2 separate regions of the Mus musculus genome follow, and region 1 is linked to region 2. A link is a contact called in public HiChIP or PLAC-seq data. All regions are on one chromosome and are shown on one strand. The core of a region is the stretch at or near the end of the contact, and the rest is flanking DNA. Distances in the headings are between cores, read along the strand shown. Region 1 overlaps Hic2 (hypermethylated in cancer 2). Region 2 holds the start of Ydjc (YdjC homolog (bacterial)).

Evidence for each region. HiChIP or PLAC-seq counts read pairs in DNA pulled down with a chosen protein or histone mark.
Region 1: a contact with region 2 is called in an H3K4me3 HiChIP or PLAC-seq map of embryonic stem cells, with 13 read pairs. The contact joins the enhancer-like site here to the promoter of Ydjc in region 2. A contact is called at or near these places in 20 of 39 promoter capture datasets (3T3-L1-derived adipocytes, the C10 cell line, the HPC-7 cell line and 14 more), 2 of 484 Hi-C or Micro-C datasets (bone marrow-derived macrophages and muscle stem cells), 11 of 115 datasets of contacts at active chromatin or transcription factors (the 230-238 cell line, the SCID.adh cell line, craniofacial prominence and 4 more) and 4 of 9 other capture datasets (adipose tissue, liver, macrophages and 1 more).

Annotation. Positions count from the first base shown.
Region 1 is chr16:17,253,028-17,258,202 of GRCm38.p6, forward strand. It overlaps Hic2 (hypermethylated in cancer 2), which reads left to right. Exons shown (of 3, transcript NM_178922.3): 2 at 1,941-2,039; 3 at 4,308-5,175. The coding sequence starts at 2,014. It also overlaps a transcript of Tmem191c not described here. Among named protein-coding and RNA genes, the nearest start is that of Tmem191c, 21 kb to the right of the region's middle. Within about 2 kb of position 1,399, at least 53 of the 459 cell types and tissues checked have an H3K27ac peak or open chromatin away from gene starts, as enhancers often do. A contact at or near this core is called in embryonic stem cells, epiblast stem cells, neural stem cells and 3 more, where this site is marked.
Region 2 is chr16:17,145,218-17,150,256 of GRCm38.p6, forward strand. It overlaps Ydjc (YdjC homolog (bacterial)), which reads left to right and starts at 1,750. Exons shown (of 5, transcript NM_026940.4): 1 at 1,750-1,929; 2 at 2,016-2,175; 3 at 2,381-2,480; 4 at 2,580-2,757; 5 at 2,939-3,640. The coding sequence starts at 1,766. The coding sequence ends at 3,269. LOC115488656 (a long non-coding RNA gene) reads left to right here. Exons shown (of 3, transcript XR_003951945.1): 2 at 1-164; 3 at 745-807. It also overlaps a transcript of Ccdc116 not described here.

The DNA of each region.
Region 1 (5,175 bases), core at 149-2,648, 110 kb after region 2:
CCGAGGGGATCAGGCATTGAGAAGAAGTGTGAGGAGTATCATGTGGCTTGAAACCACACCCCGAGTCTGGGCCTCACTGTGTGGGCCTGGAGTCTTCTTGTCCTAGAAGCTGGGCTAGCAGCCTCGCGTGCAAAGGGAGTCACAGGAGGCTCCATAGGCAGACCAGTACTAAGCGTGAGCCTCTGGAGACCGTGGCACTAGGAAAGGTGGGTGTCTAGGCTGATTTGGGGCAGTATTTTTTGGAAGAGGTAGAGTGGTAGACTTTCTCAGTTTCCTATTTAAGTCACTTTTATCTTAAAACCTTTCTCAATTCTTAAGACTGGGCCATAATAGTGGTGTCCTGTCCCATTGTAGGGAACAGAGAAGAGAAGCCTTTTTCACTAGTCCTTGAGGCTTCCTGGACACTAGCCTTCTCAGCAGGATTATGGGTGGGTCATTCCCCCAATGAAGCTCCACTTAGGGTCAGGAGGCGGCACGGAGATAGTGGAAGCCCAGACTGTCATCTGTCATTTTCATCAGCCACTTGAATGCTGTGTGTTTAGGCAGGGAAGTGGGGTGAGTGAATATTGAGGTTGTGGGTGCATGGGGGAAGGGAGGGAGGTCCTGAAGAACCATGCTTTGACTGGCTCTGGAGAAACACTAATCGTGCCCCAGTCAGAGAGAAGCCAGGAGCAACAAGAGTCTGTGTTGCTGTGTGGTTGTTCTGCCCATGCAAGCTTACACTGATTTGTGTCAGTTTTGCCTTTTGTAGAACTTGATGTAAAAGAATTCTTCCCCCTTGAACTCACAGAAATCAGGATTTGGCAAGCGCTATGGCATAAGACTGGTTTAGGCTGAGGTGTCTGGCTGGCTAAGATGGATTTCATGGGTGTCTGATTCATCTTGCCCATTTCGTTGGCTTTTCTTCTGTCCACTGCCCTCTTGGGTGACCAGCTCATGAAACATGGAGCTCAGAGCTGGTTCTTTGTTCTGTGACCTCTGGGATTTTGAGCCCACTCTGAAATGGGAGCTGCTTCTAGGGCTGGAGAGACAGCTGAGCCTGAAGCCAAGGACCGAGGCCTCAGTCTAAGGTCTATACCCCAGGTCTGGTCACATTCCTGAAGGACCTGTCCTCTGGCCCTAGGGATGGTGTGGGGGAAGGGCTGTCAGAGATGGATTCTTGCCTGCTGCAGGCTCCTCCTACCCCTGCTTGTTCCAGGGGAGACCAGGCTGCCGTTCTGTATGGAGTACAGGGATCCAGAACCTCAAGATCCCTCCTCTTGTAGAACACAGAGTGATGGCGGCAGAGAGCACCCCTCACCCGGTTGCTGTTGGTTGTTGTGCTGAGTTGAGCCTGTAGACAGAAGAGCCCTGTTGCCAAGGAAAGAAGGGGAAAGAGGCAGTAGAGGCAGATTGGCTCTTATAAATAGCCCTTCCACAAGTGGCTCCTGGTTTTGACCTTTTGTTATGTAAATATGGCCAGCCTTGCCCTAGCCTCCTGACAGCCAGCTGTGTCTTGCCTTTAGCCTCCTAAGATGCCCCCTCCCTGTATCCTTTCCTTTCCTTTCCTTTCTTTTCCTTTCTTTTCCTTTCCTTTCCTTTCCTTTCCTTTCCTTTCCTTTCCTTTCCTTTCCTTTCCTTTCCTTTCCTTTCGACAGGAACCCTCTTACATAGAGCAGGCTGGCCTCGAACTTACAGATACCCACCTGCCTCTGGGAGTGCTGGGATTAAAGGCAAGGGACATTTACAATGTGCTTTAAAGGCTACATAATGCCACCTAGCTGCTCATATCTAAAACAAGGTCTCTCTTTTTTTGGTGTGTGTGTATGTGTGTCTCATTTTTTTTCCTCTTGCTTTGTTGCCTCAGGTGTTTGTGAACCTCTTTGGGAGTAGAGACCCCCCCACCCCTTGTTCCTCTCTTCTCCTCCGTCCCTCACTGATGCCTGCTTTTTTTTCTCCAGGTAACCAGGCTTTGATGCACCCTCAGGAAGTCTGTGCACTCGAGGAGGCCACCCCCCGCCGGCTGCTGCTCACATGGTTTCTGGGCCCCTGGCACTCCGGTAGGCCTGGGAGAGGAAGAATCACCACTGGTTTCCAGTCCTTGGGGCTTCCTGGGTCTCTCATACAGCTTTGCAGTATACATTCTGTCCTGGCCCTCAGAATTCAGGTTGCTATATGTGCACAGTGCAGGCAGGCAGCATGTGGGGTGTCTAGGACTTGTGGCCCAGGCCTTGGCCACATATAGCTTTTCTTTTATTTCTCTTGGTAGGCCTGAGGTACCAGCTATTATTGCTGGCAGAGCTGGCACTGCCATTGCCTTGGGGCTGATATATAGGGCCTGTGTGGAAATCATACCTTAGGCTCTTTGTTTCTACTTAGCATGTGGAGAAGCCTTGGTTTTCCTCATCTCCAGCCACTCAGTATCCCACTGATGTGCTTCAGCTGTTGTGGGCAAGGGGCAGGCAGGCAGAGCCCTCTGGCAGGTGCTGGTAGGACCGAGTGTTAGCATTCCTGTAACGTTTCTGTTGACTCACAGTGTGCTGGGTTATTAGCTTCCTTCTCTGAACAGGGCAGATTGTTAGTTTTACAGTGTGTTGGGTTGAAGAGAAGCAGGCCTACCCTAGAAGAAGACAGGACTGGGAACATTTTGAGGAAAGGGCAGGGCATTTGGGGTGGTAGTGAGCTTCAGTTTAGCTACATGGAAGCCAGGCATGGTATGCACAGCACAGTCCTTTAATACCGGTGCTTGGGAGGCAGAGGAAGAGTGATTTCTTCTGAGCCAAGGACAGCTTGGTCTATACATCAAATTCCAGACCAGGTAGGGTTCCAAAGGGAGATCCTGTCTCAAAGAAAGAAATTAGACCCTGAGTTGGAGGCTCATAGTTCTCTGTGTAAGCTACCAGAGCCCCCAGACTTTTGCTGTGGGCACTGATGTTGCAGGGCTGGCAGCTGAGTCCCCATGGCTTGTGACCTCAGGAAACTTTGGGTCTCCTTGGGCACTGGTGTGGCCCATTCTATTGGATGGAAGTTAAGGCAGGCCATGTGGAGTCAAGAGTGCCGCTGAGGTATACTTCTGACCTCCTGGGGCCTTCGGTACACTTGCCGCCCTTGTTCTCCTGGAGAGCTCTTTACAGGTGGGATCTCACTTGGACACACTATTGCTGATAGATTCCTTTGAAGACGAGAGGCATCCGTGTGCTTATTACTTAGTCACTGCAGCTGGAGTCTATGTAGCCTGTTTGGAAGGACCAGCTTGCTGCCTTTCCCAGGCTCCAGATGGTAGACAGTACTAGAAAGGGCACAGGGCTCACAGGCTTGGACAGTGCCCACTGTCTCTATACTCCTGGATGGTGGTGAGCTTGTAAGAACCCAGCAGTTATGGGAGGGAGGATCAGTATTTGGGTCAGGACTAGGAGTTAGCAAATGAGAACGCCTTGGCTGCCTGGCGGAGTATTTGAAAGGTATCCCAGGATAGAACAGAGGTTGTGGGCCAGAGGCTAGCAAAAAAATTTGGTTTGGCTCATAGTTTTTTTGAGTTTTGGTTGTCTTTTGTTTACTTGTTTGTTTGTCTGGCTGTTTTTTTTTTTTTTTTTTTTTGGGTGGGGTTTTTTTTTCCTTTTTTTTTTCTTTTCCATTTTTTATTAGGTATTTAGCTCATTTACATTTCCAATGCTATACCAAAAGTCCCCCATAGCCACCCACCCCCATTTTTTTTCCTTTTTATCTTTTAAATTTTAACCTTTTAGTTTAAAAAAATTTGTGTGTGTGTGTGTGTGTGTGTGTGTGTAAGTGTGGGAAGACCAGTCCCGTGGGGTGGGTTTACGCCTGGACTGGCCAGCTGCCAGTCATTTTTGTAGGTTCTCTTTGTGACCTCTGACCTGTGAATGACTTCTTTCATACCTGAAAGAGTAACAAAGGAAAATTCAAACCCCATTAACATTTCTAGATTTATTTTTATGTATGTGAGTGCTTTGCCTGCATGTATATAACTGCTTGAGTGCCTGCTGCTTGCAGAGTTAATAAGAGGGCATCAGATCCTGGGAATCAGACTTACAGATGATTTGAAGAACAGCAAGTGCACTTAGCCAATAAGCCCTCTACCTAGCCTATACACCTTGGGTTTTGCTTGGCACCTGTATTTGTCATGACCTCTTTTTCCATGTGAGTAGTTGGCAGGAAATGAGAGGACACGGTCTTATACATAATGAAATCTGTCCTGTACACTGTGCCTGAGGAGGGTGGAATCCGGTGGGCTCAGTACATACCCTGTGCCAGGCCTTCGTGCAGGTTGCAGGTTAACTATCTATCCTGCCTGTTCTTGCCCACAGGTGGTGCCCGTGGGCAGGGCACAGGGACATGGGGCCAGACATGGAGCTTCCCAGCCATTCAAAACAGCTCCTGCTACAGCTGAACCAGCAGAGGGCCAAGGGCTTCCTGTGTGACGTCATCATCATGGTGGAGAACTCTATCTTCCGGGCCCACAAGAATGTCCTGGCTGCTAGCAGCATCTACTTCAAGTCCCTGGTCCTGCATGATAACCTCATCAACTTAGACACAGACATGGTCAGCTCCACTGTGTTCCAGCAGATCCTGGACTTCATCTACACAGGCAAGCTCCTGCCCAGTGACCAGCCATCTGAGCCAAACTTCAGCACTCTACTCACTGCTGCCAGCTACCTCCAGCTGCCTGAGTTGGCAGCCCTCTGTCGCCGCAAACTGAAGCGAGCTGGCAAGCCCTTTGGCCCTGGACGAGTGGGTACTGCTGGCATAGGGCGACCAACCCGCAGTCAGCGGCTGTCCACAGCCTCTGTCATCCAGGCTCGATTTCCAGGGCTTGTAGATGTGCGTAAAGGACACCCTGCTCCCCAGGAGCTCCCTCAGGCCAAAGGCTCAGATGATGAGCTTTTTCTGGGCACCTCCACTCAGGAGAGCACACACGGCCTGGGCTTGGGGGGTCCAGCTGGTGGGGAGATGGGCTTGGGGGGCTGCAGCACCAGCACCAATGGGAGTAGTGGGGGCTGTGAGCAGGAGCTGGGCTTGGACCTGTCCAAGAAGAGCCCACCCTTACCTCCTACAACCCCTGGCCCCCACCTCACACCCGAGGACCCAGCCCAGCTGAGTGACAGCCAGCGAGAGTCACCCGCACCCACATCGACCTCTGCCCTGCCTGTCGGCAATAGTGCCTCATTTGTTGAG
Region 2 (5,039 bases), core at 500-2,999:
CCTCAGGGCCTCTGGCCTTTCCAAAAGCAGTTTCTCAGAGGGCCCCAGTGGCTGAATGACACCCGATGGTTCAACAGTCACTATGATCAGACACAGCAGTGTTTATGCCAAGAACTTGGCTGAAGGGTTCTTCGAGGCCTCCAACCCTTATGAAACGTCACCAGGTACTGTTACAATCAAGTTCTCTCCCTTCTGCCTGTCACGCAGGCATCAGGATTGAGGAGCCCAGAGCAGGTCAGGCTTCAACTTGTAGGGAAGGGTTCCTGCCCCATCTCTCTCATGAACCTTCAGGTCTCTTAGCTGTAAAACAGTAGTAAATTACCAATATCATGGGCTTGAATCAAGAAACAGACATCCTATAATGAATGCTTCTCAGTTGGCAGAATGCTTGCCTAACATGCATGAAGTCTTTGGTTTAATTTCCTGTGCCACAAAAACCAGGCGTGGTAGCACATACCTGTAGCTCCAGCACTGGACAGGTGGAAGCTCTAGGATCAGACGTTCAAGGCTAGCCTCAGCTGAATGAATAGTGAGGTCAGCCTGGTATACATAAGACTGTTTCAAAACAGTATCAAGACAGCCACATTACCATGTCACCATGGTGATTATAGGTAAGTCATGGATAAGGAAGCTTACTGGACAAAGTCCAAAAGTGAGGTGACGGATGTAAGCATTGCCTTAAGCTCAAGGTGAAAGTGAACTAGTGCTTTCTTGAGTAAATCTGCCAGTTTTCTTGTTGTTTAGAGCTTTTGCTAAGAAAAAGCCTCCCCTTGGGAGAATCAGTGAGGAACAGACTGAAACAAAGAAGAGCAGCATTACAAGAATGAAATAACTTGGCATCATCATTGAGTGATGGAGAAAGGTAGGTGGCTGGTTTTTTTCTCAGAGAAAATAATGGAAGGACAATATACTGCCCAGAAACTTAGTAATGATAAACACTGAGAAGAGCAAGGGGAATTTCTCTTGAATATATTTCTCCTTTTCGACATTAAAAAAAATTACAGTTCAAAAATAAAAAAATGAGCTAGAGAACTCAGTGGTTAGGAAAGCTTACAGTTCTTGCAAAGGACTGAAGTTCGGTTACCAGTATGCGTTCACATTGTGGATCAAAACCAGGCGCGCATGCACACACGCGCACACACACACACATATGCGTGTGTGTATTTATGTATGTATATATATATACATATATATATATATACACGTGTATACACGTATATACATATATATGTGTGTGTTTATATATACTATATATATACACACACGTGTATACACATATATACATACATATGTATATATACATGTATATATACATAAGTATAAACACACATATATATGTGTGTGTATTTATGTATGTATATATATATACTATATATACACACACACGTGTATACACGTATATACATACATATGTATATATACATGTATATATACATAAGTATAAACACATATATGTGTGTGTGTGTATTTATGTATGTATATATATACTATATATACACACACACGTGTATACACGTATATACATACATATGTATATATACATAAACACACACACACACACACACACACACACACACACACGAACAAAAAAATAAAATTTGCAGAGCGTTAGCAGGACATTCAGAGACCTCTAGGTGGCGAGAACAATGGCGGCTTGCAGCCGCATTTAGGCGTGTGCGTCGGGGTGGGGCCTCGGCAGCGTTCGAGGGCGGGGTCTGGATGCTCCAACCTATTCCCTCTGCTCTCCAGCCAGGGTTTGGCAGCCATGGCTTTTCCCCGCGTGCGGCTGGTTGTCACCGCTGATGACTTTGGTTATTGCCCGCGGCGCGATGAGGGCATCGTAGAGGCCTTCCTGGCAGGAACTGTGACCAGCGTGTCACTGCTGGTTAACGGCACAGCCGCAGAGAGTGCGGCCGAGCTGGCCCGCAGGTGAGGGCGGTCCCCTACAGGACCCGGCTGGTTTAGGGGCTCCCACTTGGTGGCAGCCGGTGATCGCTCTCGCGCTCTGCCCGTAGGCACAGCATTCCCACGGGTCTTCACGCCAACCTGTCTGAGGGCCGTCCGGTGGGCCCGGCCCGCCACAACGCCTCGTCGCTCCTCAGCCCCGAAGGCTTCTTTCTCGGCAAGATGGGATTTCGGGAGGCTTTAGCGGCTGGAGACGTTGCTTTGCCCCAGGTGCGGAGACGTGGCTGCAGGGGAATACTCATCTTGATCTTCAAATCTCAGCCCAGAGGGTATCATGGAAGTCGTTGGGTCAAAAGCGGATGCTGGGTATACTCTCTAGTTCAAAGGCTGGAGCAGTCGCATCGTGGCACCAGACGGAGCTCCTAGTTTTGTGGCTGCTTCCCGAAGCTCATAGTATCTGTGCCCCTCCCTTCAGGTGCGGGAGGAACTAGAAGCTCAACTCAGCCGCTTCCGGGAGTTGCTGGGCAGGTCCCCCACGCACGTGGACGGTCACCAGCACGTGCATGTGCTTCCAGGTACGCGGCTTGATACTCCCAGGGCGGGGGGTGGGGCTTCTTTCCTGGGTTGATGGGAGGTCGATGGAGACTCCCCTCTGCGCCCACCCCTCCAAGCAGGCGTGTGTCAGGTGTTCGCCGAGGCGCTGCAGGCGTACGGGGTCCGCTTCACACGGCTGCCGGCAGAACGTGGCGTGGGCAGCTGCGCGTGGCTCGAAGCGCCAGCGCGCGCCTTCGCCTGCACGGTGGAGCGCGATGCCCGGGCCGCAATTGGCCCCTTCTCTCGCCACGGCCTGCGGTGAGCATCAGCCTTCCCAACTACATCCAACCCTGCCACGTCCCCAAAGATCCCAGTTTTGGTTGGTTTTTCTCAACCAAAAAAAAAAAAAAAGTTAGGAGTTGACCTACTGTCCTGCTCCACCCTCTGCCTATCCCGACCGGTCCTTGAGGCAACACCTCTGATATCCTGGCACTCACAGGTGGACCGATGCCTTTGTGGGCCTGAGCACTTGTGGCCGGCATATGTCAGCTCACCGAGTCTTGGGGTCACTGGCGCGGGCCCTGGAAGATATCCCTGCTGGCCACGCCCTGACTGCCGAGCTGATGGCACATCCCGGATACCCCAGTGTGCCTCCAGCAGGGGGCTGCGGTGAGGGCCCAGATGCGTTCTCTTGTTCTTGGGAGCGGCTGCATGAGCTGCACGTTCTCACAGCACCCACTTTGCGGGCTTGGCTGGCCCAAAATGGTGTGCAGCTCTGCGCCATTGATGACCTGGATTCCAAAAGGCCTGGGGAAGGGGTCCCCTTGTGAGGCAACTCTGGAACCTTTCCTGGAGCCTTCCTCACTCAGACACCGAAGGCCAGCTACAAACTGCCTAAAACTATGGAGGAAGGCCAAGGCTAAAGTTCCAGTTCAGTCAGGCCTTGGAGCAGGGTCTGACTTCCTAGAGTGAAAAGCCACTAAATCCTGTTTCCAGGTCCTCTAGGCTGAGTAGTGAGTAGTAGGCCGACCTTGGGCAGCCTTACCTGGCTGCAGGGAGGCCCAGTCTGTGACATCTGGACGTAAGGACAGCTGAGCGATTATTTGGTGCCAGTTCGTGTTGTAGTTACAACCACTTGTTTAAGAGCAATGGGAAGAGGCTGGTGTGTTAATAAAATAATGTCTTTCAGATTTGGCTGGTTTATAAAGTGTCCAGGTATCCTTCAGAGAAATAAGAGTGGGCACAGAGAACTCCTTAGAGGCTCAGACCAAGACATACAAAAACATCTTTACATTCCAATTCTGCACATGCTTATATGTTTTAAATCCTTTTTTAGAAAAATATTACATACACTTGTTTGTGTTGGGGGAGTAATATGCGTACCATGGCACGTGTTTTCTTTTTGAGATGGATAGTATCTTACCACATTGCTCAGACTAGCCTTCGAATCCTAGGCTCAAGGGGTTGTCCACCACCACCGACTTGTTGAGACTGCAAGCACACACCACTGTGCCCTAGCCATGACTACATTCTTTTCTTAAACAAACATACAAACAAAAATGTATTCCGTGGCTGGTGAGATGGCTCAGCAGTTAAGAGCACTGACAGCTCTTCTGAAGGTCCTGAGTTCAAACCCCAGCAACCACAGCTCACAAACATCCATAACAAGATCTGACACCCTCTTCTGGAGTGTCTGAAGACAGCTAGAGTGTACTTACAGATAATAAATAAATGAATTTTTAAATGTCTTTATTTATATGATGAGTACACTGTATCTGTCTTCAGACACACCAGAAGAGGACATCCGATCCCATTATAGATGGTTTTGAGCACCATGCGGTTGCTGGGAATTGAACTCAGGGCCTCTGGAAGAGCAGTCAGTGTTTTTTAATCGCTGAGCCATCTCTCCACCCCCATTCTTTTTTCTTTCTTTCTCTTTCTTTCTTTCTTTCTTTCTTTCTTTCTTTCTTTCTTTCTTTCTTTCTTTCTCTTTCTTTCTTTTTTTTTTTTTTCAAGACAGGGTTTCTCTGTATAGCCCTGGCTATCCTGGAACTCACTCTGTAGACCAGGCTGGCCTAGAACTCAGAAATCCGCCTGCCTCTCTGCCTCCCAAGTGCTGGGATCAAAGGCGTGCGCCACCATGCCCGGCCCTTCTCTTTCTTAAGGGAGGGGGACAAGATTCATTAGGGTGCTCTGGGGAGGCACATGATAACCATAATTTTGATTTAAAAAGAGGTTATCTGGGGGGAGGGGCAGCAAGATGGGCTCAGTTGGGTAAAAATCCTTGAGTTTGATCCCTGGGATTCTGGTGGAAGGTAAGAATCAACTTCTAAAAGTTGTCCTCATCTGGGTGCCACAAACCCACACAGACTTTATATACATGCTATAGAAGTCGTTTTAGTTGTCTTGGGAAAAAAGTAATCTGTTATATGTAAGCCATTTCAGGGGACAGATGGAAAAAGGAGTGTTACATTTCCCCAGGAAAGTAGTCTTCTGCTGACATGATAAACTAGGATTCTAGCGATGTCTGATGACGTATGGATGCTCTGTGGGCAGTAGGGAGTAGAAGGGAAGAGCACACCTCACACTGTTTCTGAGGA